Regions from separate parts of the Mus musculus genome. Here region 1 is linked to region 2. The links are chromatin contacts, called in public HiChIP or PLAC-seq maps. All regions are on one chromosome and are shown on one strand. Each heading gives the region's core, a stretch centred on a gene start, on an enhancer-like site or on the middle of the called end of the contact. The rest is flanking DNA. Distances are from core to core; before and after follow the strand shown.

Evidence for each region. HiChIP or PLAC-seq counts read pairs in DNA pulled down with a chosen protein or histone mark.
Region 1: an H3K4me3 HiChIP or PLAC-seq map of the SCID.adh cell line shows a contact between it and region 2, with 23 read pairs. The contact joins the promoter of Ryr2 here to the enhancer-like site in region 2. A contact is called at or near these places in 2 of 39 promoter capture datasets (hippocampal neurons and stem cell-derived epiblast-like cells), 13 of 484 Hi-C or Micro-C datasets (the HL-1 cell line, Sertoli cells, brain and 6 more), 6 of 115 datasets of contacts at active chromatin or transcription factors (the SCID.adh cell line, embryonic forebrain, embryonic stem cells and 1 more) and 2 of 9 other capture datasets (adipose tissue and liver).

The regions. Positions count from the first base shown.
Region 1 is chr13:12,103,777-12,110,834 of GRCm38.p6, reverse strand. Ryr2 (ryanodine receptor 2, cardiac) reads left to right here and starts at 3,890. Exons shown (of 105, transcript NM_023868.2): 1 at 3,890-4,436. The coding sequence starts at 4,389.
Region 2 is chr13:12,063,819-12,070,832 of GRCm38.p6, reverse strand. The region is part of intron 1 of Ryr2 (ryanodine receptor 2, cardiac); the gene reads left to right. Among named protein-coding and RNA genes, the nearest start is that of Ryr2, 40 kb to the left of the region's middle. Within about 2 kb of position 5,607, at least 7 of the 459 cell types and tissues checked have an H3K27ac peak or open chromatin away from gene starts, as enhancers often do. A contact at or near this core is called in the SCID.adh cell line, where this site is marked.

The sequences.
Region 1 (7,058 bases), core at 2,641-5,140, 42 kb before region 2:
TTTTAAGATCAATAAAAGGAATGGATAATACAGTGATGAGTAACCTTAAAATCTCAGAAAACCAATTTTCCCTAAGCATCTGAAGTGTGGAGGAAAGCATAAGCTGGGTTTTATTTATAACCCAGAGTAATCCCTGTCTTTCCCCTGACTTTACTCGGCATTCTAAGAGCTACACGGACCCTGGGTTGGTTGCCCTGCAACCAGGGAGAGATCTGTGCAGGAGTTTTCTACAGTCCATGCTAACTAGAATCTTGAACTTTCTACTCTGGGATCAGGTTATGTGACGAATATGTCATAATGATCAAGAGCTTGGTCATGGCAAGAGCCATGACCCCTGCCTCACTCAGCAGCTGTATGGCCCTGGATAAAGTAAAATATTTGAGACTCAGTCCCTTCTTCCTAAAATATAATATGTGAAATGAAAAAAAAATGTCTGGATCATAGTAAATATTCAACAGATAGGACTTCATCACCATCTTCTCTATCCTCCTTCTCTGCATCATTATCATCATCAACACTATCTTTATCATTATCATTCTCATCTCCATTCTCTTCCTCCACTTCATCTTCATTCATCATCTTCATCATCACCATTATCATCATCATCATTGTCATCCTCATTATCCTTTCTATCTTCATCATCTTCATAACCGCCATTGCCCTTCATGTCATTTTTGCATCTCTGTCATGATGCAGACCCAAAGATTCAGGACATGTCACCTGAGGCCTGACTTGTGGTCATGTTTCTGTGGAACTCTTGGCACACTGTCCTAGGGTGGGTGCACATAGGAAATTTAGAGAACCTTGAGCAACTGAGAGAGAAGTTAATATTTTGAGTTTATACCACTGGTAAATGGTAAATAGTAAGTCTAATGAATAATCCTATACATGTTCTAATGTTTTGTTTGTTAAGGATGCCTAGAGTCTTGGCAAGCTAATGGTGAATTATGTTGTGCCATTCGGAACTAGGTAACTGTAGAAAAACTCTTTAATAGAGCGATGAAATTTGGGTTCTGGGGAGATAGCTCAGCAGGCAGAGGTGCGAAGCCTGATGATTTGAGTTCCATCCATAGGACCCATGTGGAGAAAGGAGAAAATCAACTGTGACAAGCTGTCCTCTGGCTTTCACATGTGTGTCGTGTGTCATATGCACCCATACAGTACATACACAATGCATACATACATAATGCACACATAATGCATACATGCAAGCATGCACACATACCATACCTCCATCCATACATGTATACATGCATGAATACATACCATACATACGTGGGGAAAAGGTACATTTGACTTGGCATAGTGAAGTATGCCTGTAACTTCAGCATTCAGGAAGCAGAGGCGGCAAGTTTGAGGGCTACATGGATCACATAGCAATATTTGGTTCCCTAAACCAAACCAACTAAAGCCCAACAACAACAACAAAGGGAAATATGGTTATCCCCCTTTCCTGGAGGATACAGAATTAATCATAAAGGTGATTACTCATTTTGGATGGAGTATGTTAGAAAGATAATTCTTTAAAAGTTCGCACTGTAACAGAGATCTAGTCCAGAGTTGCTATCTATTTAATACACAAAGTACTTTGGCTGAGCTTCCTTATTGGTTACCCAGTGCAGAGTGGTTAGCCCTGAAACCACACACACACACACACACACACACACACACACACACACACACACAGTGCAGAGTGGTTAGCCCTGAAACCATACACACACACACACACACACACACACACACAGTGCAAAGTGGTTAGCCCTGAAACCACTCACATAAAAACCAAAAATGGACTGAGCAGATTGTATTTATATGTATTTGTGAATACACACATGCATACATTTACATATCAATAATAAGAGAAAAAAGCTATGAACTTGAGAGTGGGGAACGTGGGTGAGGTTTGAGGGAAGGTAGCTGGGAAGGGCTGGAAAGAGGAAAGGGAGGAGAGAAAGTGATATAATTATATTTCAATTAAAACATATTAATAATAAAATATGAAAAGGAGTCTAGTGAACTAAATCAACATTAAGAAAACATGTTTCAGCAGTATGCATAAGGATGGAATATGTGCAATACGAACCTAGGGACAAAGAAACATTTTCATAAAAGCTGAAAAACACAAGGTTGTGGATATTCATAATAACTCAAAATAGCCTCCCCCGCTCTGTTTTGTAAATGGTAGCTTTGTGCCTATGAAAATGTCCACTTGCTAATTCTGTGTAACTCAAATCTAGAGTTAAAGACTCCAGGCATAAAGTTTATATGCACATTATATTTGTCTTTCTAAAATAAACATATTTATGATGAAAAGTTCTGAAATCCTTCTTACTTACAGGGTTGTTTTTCTAATTTACCTTTTGGATGGCTTAACTACAATCCTCTAGTTTCTTCCTCTAGTGACAGAAGAGTCTGCCAAGTTTTCAGGTAAGATGATGGGGGTACCCTTCTACAATACGGATATCCCACTATAAAATGAGAATATTTAAGGACAGATATTTATTTTTCTTGGAAATAGACAAAAACTTTAACTTTGTAAGGACGAAAATAGGAAAGGTGGAAACAAAATGTAACCCACCTGAAAATTTCTGGGCAGTTTTAATGATGTACCAGATGCTGTAACATGTGTAGCAGAGATAAGTTAACGCAAAATTATTTATTGTATAACTCCTGACTATGAGTAGGTTGGGCATGTGGGAACGTTGCTTTCTCTATAATTTTTTTTCAGTGATATAAATGAAAACACTTAGAACTGAGAAAACATGTGTTGGATTTCTTGTCCCAGTTGCTTCCGACATTTTATTTCTTAGTCATAGTTACATACTACTTTTAAAAACATTTATTTATTTATGTGTATGACGGCTGTGTGTGGAGGCTGAGGAGAACTTGGAGTTCTTTCTTCCCACCATGTGGGTCCCTGGAATTGAACTCATCTAGTCAGGATTGGTGGCAAGTGCCTTCACCAGCTGAGCCGGCTAGCTGGCTTACAGCAGCTGTTTTTAAAATGGAGATTTGATGGCTTATGATTACATGGAGCATTGTGAGATTTGGATCCGGCATTTGTGGAGGAATGTTTAACTTTGCTCTCTCACGGCAGATCGCGGATACCACGGTGTGAGTTTAGCGCATTCAGTGATCGGACTGGTCCTTAGCACACCATACTTTATTGTAATTTCTTGCGCAGGTGCATTATGAATTTGTGTGTCTTGTATCACAATGCATGGCAAGATGCCTACTTTGTCGTTGAATGCTGGGATTGTTGTGCTGTCGTTGAGTACTTTTTAATATATACTTATTTTATCTATGCATATGTGCCTAATAAATGTATGTGCACGAAGTACCTTCAGGTGCCCATGGAGGCCAGAGGGCACTGGGTCTCCTGGAACCAGAGTGACAGGTGGTTGTGAGCTGTCTCGCGTGGGTGCTAGGAACCGAGGCGCATCCTCTACAAGATCAGTGAGTGCTCTTCTTCAGCCTTCTCTCTCACCCCTGTTGCTGAATAATTTGTTAAAACTCCTCGACCATCCACACCAGGCCCCTTGTGGTGAGAACTTAATCTGTGATGAGTCTGGTGCATGCTGACTCAATAACTAAGAAAACCACCTCTATCTCGTATGGAGGGAGTCGAAGTGTAAATATCGATCACACGTAGAGGCTCCCCATTCTGTGCACCGGGGGAGAAGGAGAGTTCCCCGTGCAATCCAAAAGGCCTTAGAAATGGGTGGCAAGTACTGTAGCAGGGCTCAGCGGGAAGCTGAGCTCCTTGGACTTGAGGTCAGGAAGGGCACAGGTGCAGGGGATGGCTGAGCGCTCTGGCACGCGCCAGTTGATTCCCCAAGCAGCCAGTAAGCGGCACTGTGCCCCGGCGCTGGCGGCCGGAGGAGCGGGCTGCGGATTACCTGCAGCAGCCGGGGCTGGCAGCTCCTCCCCGCCCGCCCCCAGCCCGCCCCCGCCGCTGCACTAGCCCGGCTCCGCGGGCTCCGGGCACTCGCTGGCGGGAGCCGGGGCCGAGCGCGCCGGGCAGTGGGGCCTCCTCCCTGCGTCCTCACGCCGGGCTGCCCTCCTCCCGCACCGTGCGGCGCAGGGAGGCCCCGCGCCTCGGCCGCCCCCGCGTGCCCGCCTCCGCCGCGCTGCAGGGGGACCGACCGCTGGGCTCTCGGCACCAGCAGCGCGGCCCCCCGGGTGCCTCGGGCTCCTGGCTGTGGCCGCCGCAGGGGCAGCGACCCGAGTAGCAGCCGTTGGAGCCCCTAGAACATCCTGGTTAGCAGTGACTAGAGCGTCCAGAGAAGCCGCAGCAGCAGCTTCAGCAGTAGCAGCAGCAGCATAAGTGGCCGCGGTCGTGGGGCTCCGCCGGGCTCCGGAGCCGGCCGGGCCAGGAGCGCGGAGCCATGGCTGATGCGGGCGAAGGCGAGGATGAGATCCAGTTCCTGAGAACTGTAAGTGCCACGTCGCGGCGCGCATCTCCCAGGGGAAGGGGTGCCTGGGAGCCCCCCGCAGGGTCCCCGTAGAGTGACAACCGGCTGCGGGGCCGCCTCTGGTCCGCCAGAGGCGCCCCAGGGATGCTGGAGGGGTCTGCATCACCACATGTGTGCAGGTGTGCGGGTCTGCCCGGGGAAGGGCAGGACGCGTGTCTGTGCGCGCATGTGGAAAACCAAGAGGACTCAGTGCGGTGACAGCGTGGCGAGCCAGCGGGAGGCACCCGGGCGGGCGCTACCCAGCTGCGGGAGCTGAATTGGCCAGGGACCTCTTCGACCGACTCAGGCTAGGGTGCAGGGCTGCGTGTTCCGTGGGGCGCGCTTAGCGTGGCGGCTCTGGCTTTCGCCGTCCCTGGGGCTTCAGGGCTGAGTCTGCGCGCCGTCACGGAGTGAAGACATCGCAATCCGAGTACTTGGCGGTGTCGATCATATAGTGACTGGCCAGGGCTGAGAAGGCTGCCCCCAGGGTGCCCCCAAGTCGAGCAGATACCAATGCCATGGAGGCTTGCTCCGGTGGTCCCCACGGTTCCCGGCATGGTGCCATGCTGGTTTTCGTGACGACAGCTTGCAGAGCGCATTGGAACCGTGTGTGTGTGTGTGTGTGTGTGTGTGTGTGTGTGTGTGTGTGTGTGCATGTGTGTGTGTGTGTGAGTGTGCGTTCCTGTGTGTTGTGTGTGTGTGTGCACGGACCGCATGAAAGAATTTACAGAGGCTGAGCATCATGAACATGTGTCGTTCTTTAAACGCTGGCTTGTTGAATACCGAGTGCAGCCAAGTGAGTGCCTGCAAGCAAGTGATGTTTGTCTGTGTGTTTCTGTGTGTGTGTGTGTGTGTGTGTGTGTGTGTGTGTGTGTGTGTGTACAAGGGGAGGGTGGCTGCTCGGGATTTCCACATAGTGTGGTAGGCAGGGAAAGATCGGCCTCACTCTAATAAGATTCCAAGTGCCACTTGGCGCTGCTGCCTTCCTTCCTGATTGTTCTACACTGCAGATACTTCCTAGCCGCTTGCTCACCTCCAAACCTTTGAGCCTGCTCAAGCGCCAAAGAAGTGCAAGAAGCCCCTATCACATCAGTCTGCTTAGCCTTTTCTGCATCGTCTCAGTCTTTCCTTCCTTACCTCTCCTCTTTTCCCAAGACTATCCCCCTGACAGGATTCCTTTCCACCCAAGACGGCATTTTCTGCTGGGATTTCTTCCTGGCAGCCTTCACGTTCCACTTCCAGGTACAGTCCCTTCCAGATTCACAGAAAACACCACACAGATGGGGAAAATTTGAAATACTAACTAGAGGATAACTTTTAGGTTATTTGCATAAAACCTGAATGGTGTTATTAGGAGCCATTCCCCTGCACACTTTACTTTTTCCTAGTATTTGGGAGGTGGGTCGTTTGCATTGCAGAGAGGCCTGTGAGTGCAGATCAGTGTGGACCACAGGTCTGAGCTGAGCAAGGCTGTCCCCATACATAGACAGCATCCTCACTAAGACATAGCTTATGAAGGTATCCGAAGCCTTCTAGCCATATTGTTTATTACGTTTCTTAGTGGACAATTGTCTAAAAGTTCTGTTTTGTTTTCAACAAGTCAAGCTGTAGCCTCAAAAGCCACGGAATGCGTTTTTCAGGCAGATTACAGTTTTAGCTGCTGTGTGGCTTTAAAATTCAGTTTGTACCACACTCTACAGGGTTAAAATTAGCCAGGAAATTTTGGCTGGTTTTGTGAGTTCAAGGGCTCCCTGCAGGCTTAAATGCTAAGCCTAGCTTATGGAGGTGCTGTTATCAGAATGTTTAATGGGGACTGAGGTACTGTGCCTGCCTGTAGGGTTTTTTTTTTTTTTTTCTTTCCACATATAAAGTCATGTTAACTCAGTGCCACTTAGCAGCTGCCTGTCAGCCAGAGCGACACCTTTGATAAGTGGGGCTTGGGTAAGGTCTGGCAGTCCTAGGCTGAGATTCTTCTTTTAATAAAACATTGGTAGGTTGTTGTACTGATGATAAATGACCTTGAAGGAGTAGCATTGTGAAGAAGGGTGTGTGTGTGTGTGTGTGTGTGTGTGTGTGTGTGTGTGCCATTCATATCTGAAAGGAAGGCTTCTTTTTCTGAGCTTGTGATTCTAAAACGATAATTCTCAAGTCTTTCTCCAGCTCCCCCGTCTGCTGCCCTGGGTCCTTCCCATTTTATTCTTTAACCTGAGTATGTTGATGGTTCAGTGATATTAATGAGGTTAGCAAAGGCAAGCGTGCCATCGCTTTATTATCTTCACCCCTCCCCACCCCCGGGGACAATTTTTAAAATGTGAAAGTGTCATTGTGAGTTATTTCATTTTGTGTTTATTTATTTTTGTTCACACTTGATAGCCTGTGAACATAGGGTGCTATGGAATATGTGGCATAGGATGAATGACATAGAATTCCTGGAGATCCTGTCTCACTCTTCAGAGGGCTGAGATTATAGGACTCACCATACCTGGTTTCTTTTTTTTTTTTCCTTTTCTTTTTAATTAAAAAAAAAATTCCAGACTGGCTTTGAACTTGCTTTGTAGCTAAGGCTATCCTTGACCTATTGATTCCTCTGCTTCTCTCTCCTGA
Region 2 (7,014 bases), core at 4,358-6,857:
ATTTTCGTGTAGCCTGCTTATTCAAAACCTTACCAAAATTGGGTCTGACTAATGGCCCTCTTCAAGTTGGATTGATCTTAGCTTGATTATGTGTTTTCTTTCTTCCTTTCCCTCAATTTCTGGATGGCTTATGTTCCAGTGACTGTGATTCGAGCATTCCAGTGCAGTCGAGGACACAAACTACGCTCCTTAGGTAGATAACTAGAGGGCGCAATTCTGGTCATTTGCCAGACTGATCTTTTCCATCATCACTGAATGCCTGGAAACAAACAAACAAACAAACAAACAAAAACTGGTACAGAGATTTAGGCCTGAGGTTAAAAGGTGAAGAAACTAAGCTTCTTGAGTTGAAGGATCCAGAGACTCTGCTCTGTTTGTTCTTCATTCACTCCTTGGCATTCATTTTTAATTAGGAAGTGAACCCCAGATGGCAGGGCTTATCTGCTTGTGCTGAGTGACAACGTTTAAGCCGGGTTCAGGAAGGAGGAGGGATGTTCTGCCAGTCTGGTCCCTCGGTCTCTGGCAAGTGTATAGATTTTGACTTAATACCTCTTGCTGTTTCTTAGGCACCCCCTTGATCCCGACTGTTAGTGTAACAGACTGGAATGGATGAGACAACAGGAAAACATCTTGCAATGCAACCAGAGCAGACCGTGGGGCTTGGGAGCCGTCTCAGCAGTTAAGAGGGCTCGCTGCTCTTGTCGAGGATCTAGGTTCAGTCCCCAGCATCCATATGGTGGCTCAGAAACACCTGTAACTACATACGGTCCTGGGGACCTGATATTATCTTCTGGCTTCCACAGACACCTGGATTTACATGTACACACACACAGCTTTTTGGCAGGAGGAGGACTTAACTAAAAGATTCTTGTCCCTTCTGGGAACTTAGTTTTTTAAACCAAGTATGAAAATATTTCACCTCTCTCTATTACCACTGATGCAAGTACTAACCAGGCAGCATCATCCACAGGGAATGGCGGGACCAAAGAGAGGAAAACAATCTTATAGTCTGTGAGTTCTTCGTCACTCTTCCCTGTTAGCCTCGGTATTGCTGAAGTCTCCTTGGAAAAAATTGTATTTTAGATAAAATACATTGAGTTAAGATTTGAACTGAGTTTAACATTTTCTTTATTAAAATATATGCTTTAAAATGTTTATACTTGAAAATATAATCAATTTAGACCCATAATCTCGTTCATTTCCTATTCGTTACCCAAGTAGAGGGTCAACTCGTTTACAAAAATGCCATTTAAGACATCAAAAAACACTAAATTTTTGTCAAACCGTTTGCATTATAAAATTTTCTAGCACAGGATCTGGCGAATTGACTCAGTAGTTAGGGGCACTGGCTGCTTTAGTAGAGGACCTGGGTTCAGTTCTCAGCACTCATATCCTAGCCGACAAACACCCAGACCTTGTTCTAGGGATCCGACCCCCACTCCTTAGGCACCTGGTACAAATGTGTGCGGGCAAACACTCGCATACATTAAAGTAGAAGAAAAAAATTTGATTAGCTAGTGATTCAACTTTTATTGACTGTTTAGCTTACAGCTTTTATTTTTTTTTGCCAGTTTTATTGAGACCTAACTGACAAATATACATGTTCAAACACATACAAACATATGTATTCAGAGTGTACAATGAGATACTTTGACATGATTGTGAAGTGATTGCTGTAATCAATGTAGTCACCACTTCTGTTACCCACATAGTATGCATGTATGTATTTATAGTCAGGACACTTAAGGTCTTTTTAAGCAAAGTTTAAGTATATAATAGAGTAGTGCTAACATGGTGTGTGTTAGTAGCAACAGCCTAATGTACAAACAACCCAGGTCTCTAAGATTGGGACAATGAATAAAGAAAATGTGGGATTTATGTATAATGAGAATCTGTTCAGTCTTAAAATAGAATGAAATCCTGTCATGTCTTACAGTATGATTAACCTGCAGGACATCAATGATGAAGAAAAACAGGCACTGAAAGATGACACTGTGTGATCTTGCTTACATATGGAATCTAAAACTCGTGAGCAGAGAGAGTGATGTTTTCCAGGGGCATGGGGGCGCTGGTGAGTCTGGAGATGTTGGCCAAGGGTTTAACATGAGTCCTGCAAGACCTATTGATTTGGTGTGGACTGAGAGAGAAGTCCACATGATGTAGAGCAGCTGCTGCCTGTACTCAGCGAGGCCCCGAGACTGGCTCCTACAGGGAAGCCAGGGAAGAGCTTGATATCCTGGGACTCTGATTGGCTTGGGCTCTGCCCAGCTCTCTTCTAACAATGCCCTTGGCGTCTCTCCTTCCTGACCTGTACACACTGCGCACACATATTCCTCTCTGAACAATACACCTAGCAACCTTGGACTAGGGCACCAACACCTGATGTCTTGGTCGGGGTTTCTATTCTTGCACAAAACATCATGACCAAGAAGCAAGTTGGGGAGGAAAGGGTTTTTTTTTTTTTTTTTCAGTCTACACTTCCATACTGCTGTTCATCACCAGGACAGGAACTCACACAGGTTAGGAACTTGGAGGCAGGAGTGGATGCAAAAGCCATGGGAAAATGCTGCTTACTGGCTTGCTTTCCTTGGCTTGCTCAGCTTGCTTTCTTATAGAACCCAGGACTACCAGCCCAGGGATGGCACCACTTACAATGGCCCCACCCACCCTTGAACACTAATTGAGAAAATGCCTTATAGTTGGATCTCATGGAGGCATTTCCTCAAGGGAGGCTCCTTTCTCTGATAACTCCAGCTTGTGTCAAGTTGACATACAAAACCTGCCAGGACACCTGTACTGGGCTACATGTACACTCTCTAGAAACTGAGACAGAGTTCTCATCCTCTTACAACAGACTTAGTTTCTGATTAGATATATTCCCAATGTCTGTTGTGTATGAAGAATGGAAGGGGATGTTTCTGTTTTTCCTGGGTTTGGGCCAGCTTGGCTAATCCACTGGAAGATGGCATGACATTAGAATAAAGCAAACAGGAAGGCAGAGAAGGAGTTAGAGGAGATTAAGAATGACGCTCTCTTCATTCCACAGTCCCTATGGAACCAGCCTCTTGGTCTGGGTCTTTGAGGAATTTCTGAAATCTCAGCGGCAGTTGGTCAGGTCAGGAGACTCTTCATGTACCTGTGGTTCTTGGGCTCTCCAGAGCAGGGAGCTGAGGTTTATCTTTCTGTCTATGTCTCTAGAGTTCCTCTGAGGTTGTCCTGGAGAATGGAAGGTGCTTTATGGCTTGCCCTGTATGACCATTTCTTCCCTATCTTTCATACCCTCTGCATTGGTCCCGAAGTTTACCTTTGCCTTCTGTGTTAGTTATTTGTCGGTGGGACAAGATATCTGAAGTGAAACGCCTTAAGGGAGGGAGGGTTTATTCTGCTGTATAGTTGAGTAAGGCTTGTCTTGGAGGGGAAGAGAGAATGGTGGCAGGAGAATGAGGTGGCTGGCCACGCTGCATCCACAGTTGGAGCAGAGAAGACTGCTGGTGGTTAGCTGGCTTTCTCCTGTGCCGTGCAGGACCCCAGCATAGGTTCGGAGAGTCTTCCTACATCGATTTATCAAGAAACTCCCTCACAGACATGCCCAGATGTGTGTTCCCGAAGTGATTGCTAATTTCAAGTTGGCAAGATCAACCATCATAGCAACCCACTTCCCAAGTTGGCACACATATCTGTAAGGGCCTAGCTCCAGGGCTGTGTGGCATGCTTTCTTTCAGGGACTAAGAGCTTCCTTTTCAGCCCACCCCCTGCTCTCAGCTCTGCTATCTGTCTGAGGGATGATCCTCCCACTCTTCTGTCTGAGGGGTGGTCCTCCCACTTTGCTGTCTATCTGAGGGGTGGTCCTTCCACTCTGCTGTCTGAGGGGTGGTCCTCCCACTTTGCTGTCTGTCTGAGGGATGATCCTCCCACTCTTCTGTCTGAGGGATGATCCTCCCACTCTGCTGTCTGAGGGATGATCCTCCCACTCTTCTGTCTGAGGGATGATCCTCCCACTCTGCTATCTGAGGGATGATCCTCCCACTCTTCTGTCTGAGGGATGATCCTCCCACTCTGCTGTCTGAGGGGTGGTCCTCCCACTTTGCTGTCTGAGGGGTGGTCCTCCCACTTTGCTGTCTGTCTGAGGGATGATCCTCCCACTCTTCTGTCTGAGGGATGATCCTCCCACTCTGCTGTCTGAGGGGTGGTCCTCCCACTTTGCTGTCTGAGGGGTGGTCCTCCCACTTTGCTGTCTGTCTGAGGGATGATCCTCCCACTCTTCTGTCTGAGGGATGATCCTCCCACTCTGCTGTCTGAGGGGTGGTCCTCCCACTTTGCTGTCTATCTGAGGGGTGGTCCTCCCACTCTGCTGTCTGAGGGGTGGTCCTCCCACTTTGCTGTATGTCTGACAGGTAGTCCTCCTATCCTGCTGTCTGTCTGAGGGATGGTTCTCCCTTTTGACTGATTGGCATTGCAGGAGGATGCACAGGCCCTAGTTCCACGAAGGGAGTAAATTTCACTCTTGGCTTCAGCCATTTGGTTCTCTCTGGTTCTTAGATGCCAAAGAGAGCTATCCTGCCAGATTTCAACCCCTATTTTTTCATGTCTCTTCAAAAAGAAACAAACATGACAAAAATCTCCCTTCAGTTTAGACACAACACTTCACAGTGTTGCTGTTAGTCTTTCGGCCATATCCTGAGGGTAGTGGGGGAGTTCTGTCTCCACTGCAGACAGAATCTTCGTGTAGTCATTCTGGTCTGCACCTTTTATGTTTAATGCATAATTCAGTAACAACACATATACACAAACCACACACGCACACATGCACTCTCACATATACTCTATCATGTGCATACACATGCACACATCTCATACACACCACATACATAGTACATGCTATATCTCCCACTCCCTGTGGGAGTAAGATGGAACATTCTGTCTATACATACAATTTTTAGTACTGTTTAAGGTTCACAGACACATGAGAGACTAATTAATCATGTTAGGCAGTTTCACACATTCGGCGAGCAGGTGAAAGACAGCATTGTAATATCATGTGAACCTTAAGCAAAAAGAAACAACTTCACTGTTAGTTGGTGCACCGCTGACCACAACCCAGGAAGGATCCTTCTTTCTGAGGTTGCAGGGGGGTGGCAGGCTTTCACCCATGTCAGACAAGTGCTCTACCACAGAACTGTATACCCCAGCCCCATTGGAGGCCTTTAATTAAAACTAGTTTTGATCTGTATTTTAGTCTCATTTTAATTTTGGTGACTCAACAACTTCATACCTGGAGAGTGCTTTTCTTTTCTAGGCTGAGGTTCAAGGGACTGGAGAAGGCAGCCATACCTATGCTTATGATTTCCACCTTGTCTATGTGTCTTTATAGCAATTGAGTGAATAACCCAAGCATGTGGTGAGTGAGTGCCTCTTGGGCCTCATGGGCCTCTCTCCCTGAGTGTTATAGGCCTCTCAGAGGTCAGGGAAATGGCTGTGGGCTGTGGGGTGTGCACAGATGCGAGGTGAATCCCTGCAGATGGCCAGGACGAGGCACCTAGATGAGGACTGGACAGTTGAGGAGAATGAACACCGAAATTAGGGTGGGGGAGGGTGTGACTTAGCTTGCCTGCAGGTGTGGCTTGTATAGGCTGTGGTTCTGTTCAGCTTATGAGAGGTGTGCTGTAGGCATACATTTTTTTGCAACCTACTTTAATAAGGGTTCAACCTCTCTTCTAGCCCAGCAGAGGTAGTGGAAGAGAAAAGTTATTAGGATATGGGGGAGTGGATCTGTTCAGCAGTAGTTTTTTTGGGGGCAGGGGAGGGGCAAGCTTGATCTTGTTTGGCAGTGGTTCAGTTCTGTAGCAAACACCAACTACAACTCAGCAGCTGCAGACCAGTCCCCTAGGCAGGCAGACAGCACACACGAAGTGGCAGCCACAGACTAGTCCTTTCAGCAGGCTGACACCAGGCATGAAACAGCAGCTGCTGTTCACTGGGACCTCAGAGGTATTAAAAGTAGGATGTAAAAAAAAAAAAAAAAAAAAAAAAAAATTATGCCTACAGGTGGCGCCCAATGTGGCTTAGGCATAATGGATAACTCCGCTTCTAATGTGGTAGAGGAAACCATAGATCATGAGGGGTTAGCAATGTTGCTTAAGGAGATTGCCAAAATGGCAGCCACTGCCTCTGGGTGGTCTTCTACTGTGTTCCCGGAGGGGGTTTTCTGATTTTGCTTCATAGTTTTCATAATTTTGGAGGGAAAGCTGAAAGCTCAGAAGGGCCACTCAATTCTCTTCTTTCTATTAGAAAGGATTGCAGAGTTGGCTTTGCTCGTAGAGAGTTTGTGACTAGAGGGCCAAATGATTGGAAAGCAAAAAAGAGCCAGGGAGAGCAGAACAATAGTTCTGGCTTGGTGAATGGGACCGGGAATGTACCTCACGATGAACTAGGGAAAGAAAATAGGCTGGAAGGTAAAGGGCAGCCCCGCCCTGCTCCAGGTACTTTCACTACCAGGTGCTCAAAGCAACTCAGTGAGACAGGGGCTGGGAAGAGCAGGAGGTGGTGCAGGGACAAAGGGTTAGTGTGCGACTGAGTGCACCACAGAGCATTTGCTTAGGCCTGTGGAAAGGACTTCCTGTGTGCCGCCTGCCTGTCTAGGGGGCTGGTCTGCAGCTGCTGAGATGTATTTGGTGTTTGCTACCGGACTGAACTGCTGCCAAAGAGGATCAAGGTGCCCCCATCCCATCCCACCCCATCCCACCCCTGGCCCAAGAACTATTGCTGAACAGGTCCACTTCCCCCATATCCTAATAACTTTTCTCTTCCACCACCTCTGCTGGGTAATGGGCTAGAGAAGAGGTCGAACCCTTATTAAAAGTATGTTGCAAAAAAAGTATGCCTATAGCATGATGTCACAGATATCACCTCACTTCCTGCTAATGTATACACGCATACCCCCCACCCCGTTTGTACTCACATTTGTACACCCCCCTCCCCCGTTTGTACTCACATTTGTACACACCAGGGGCAGTC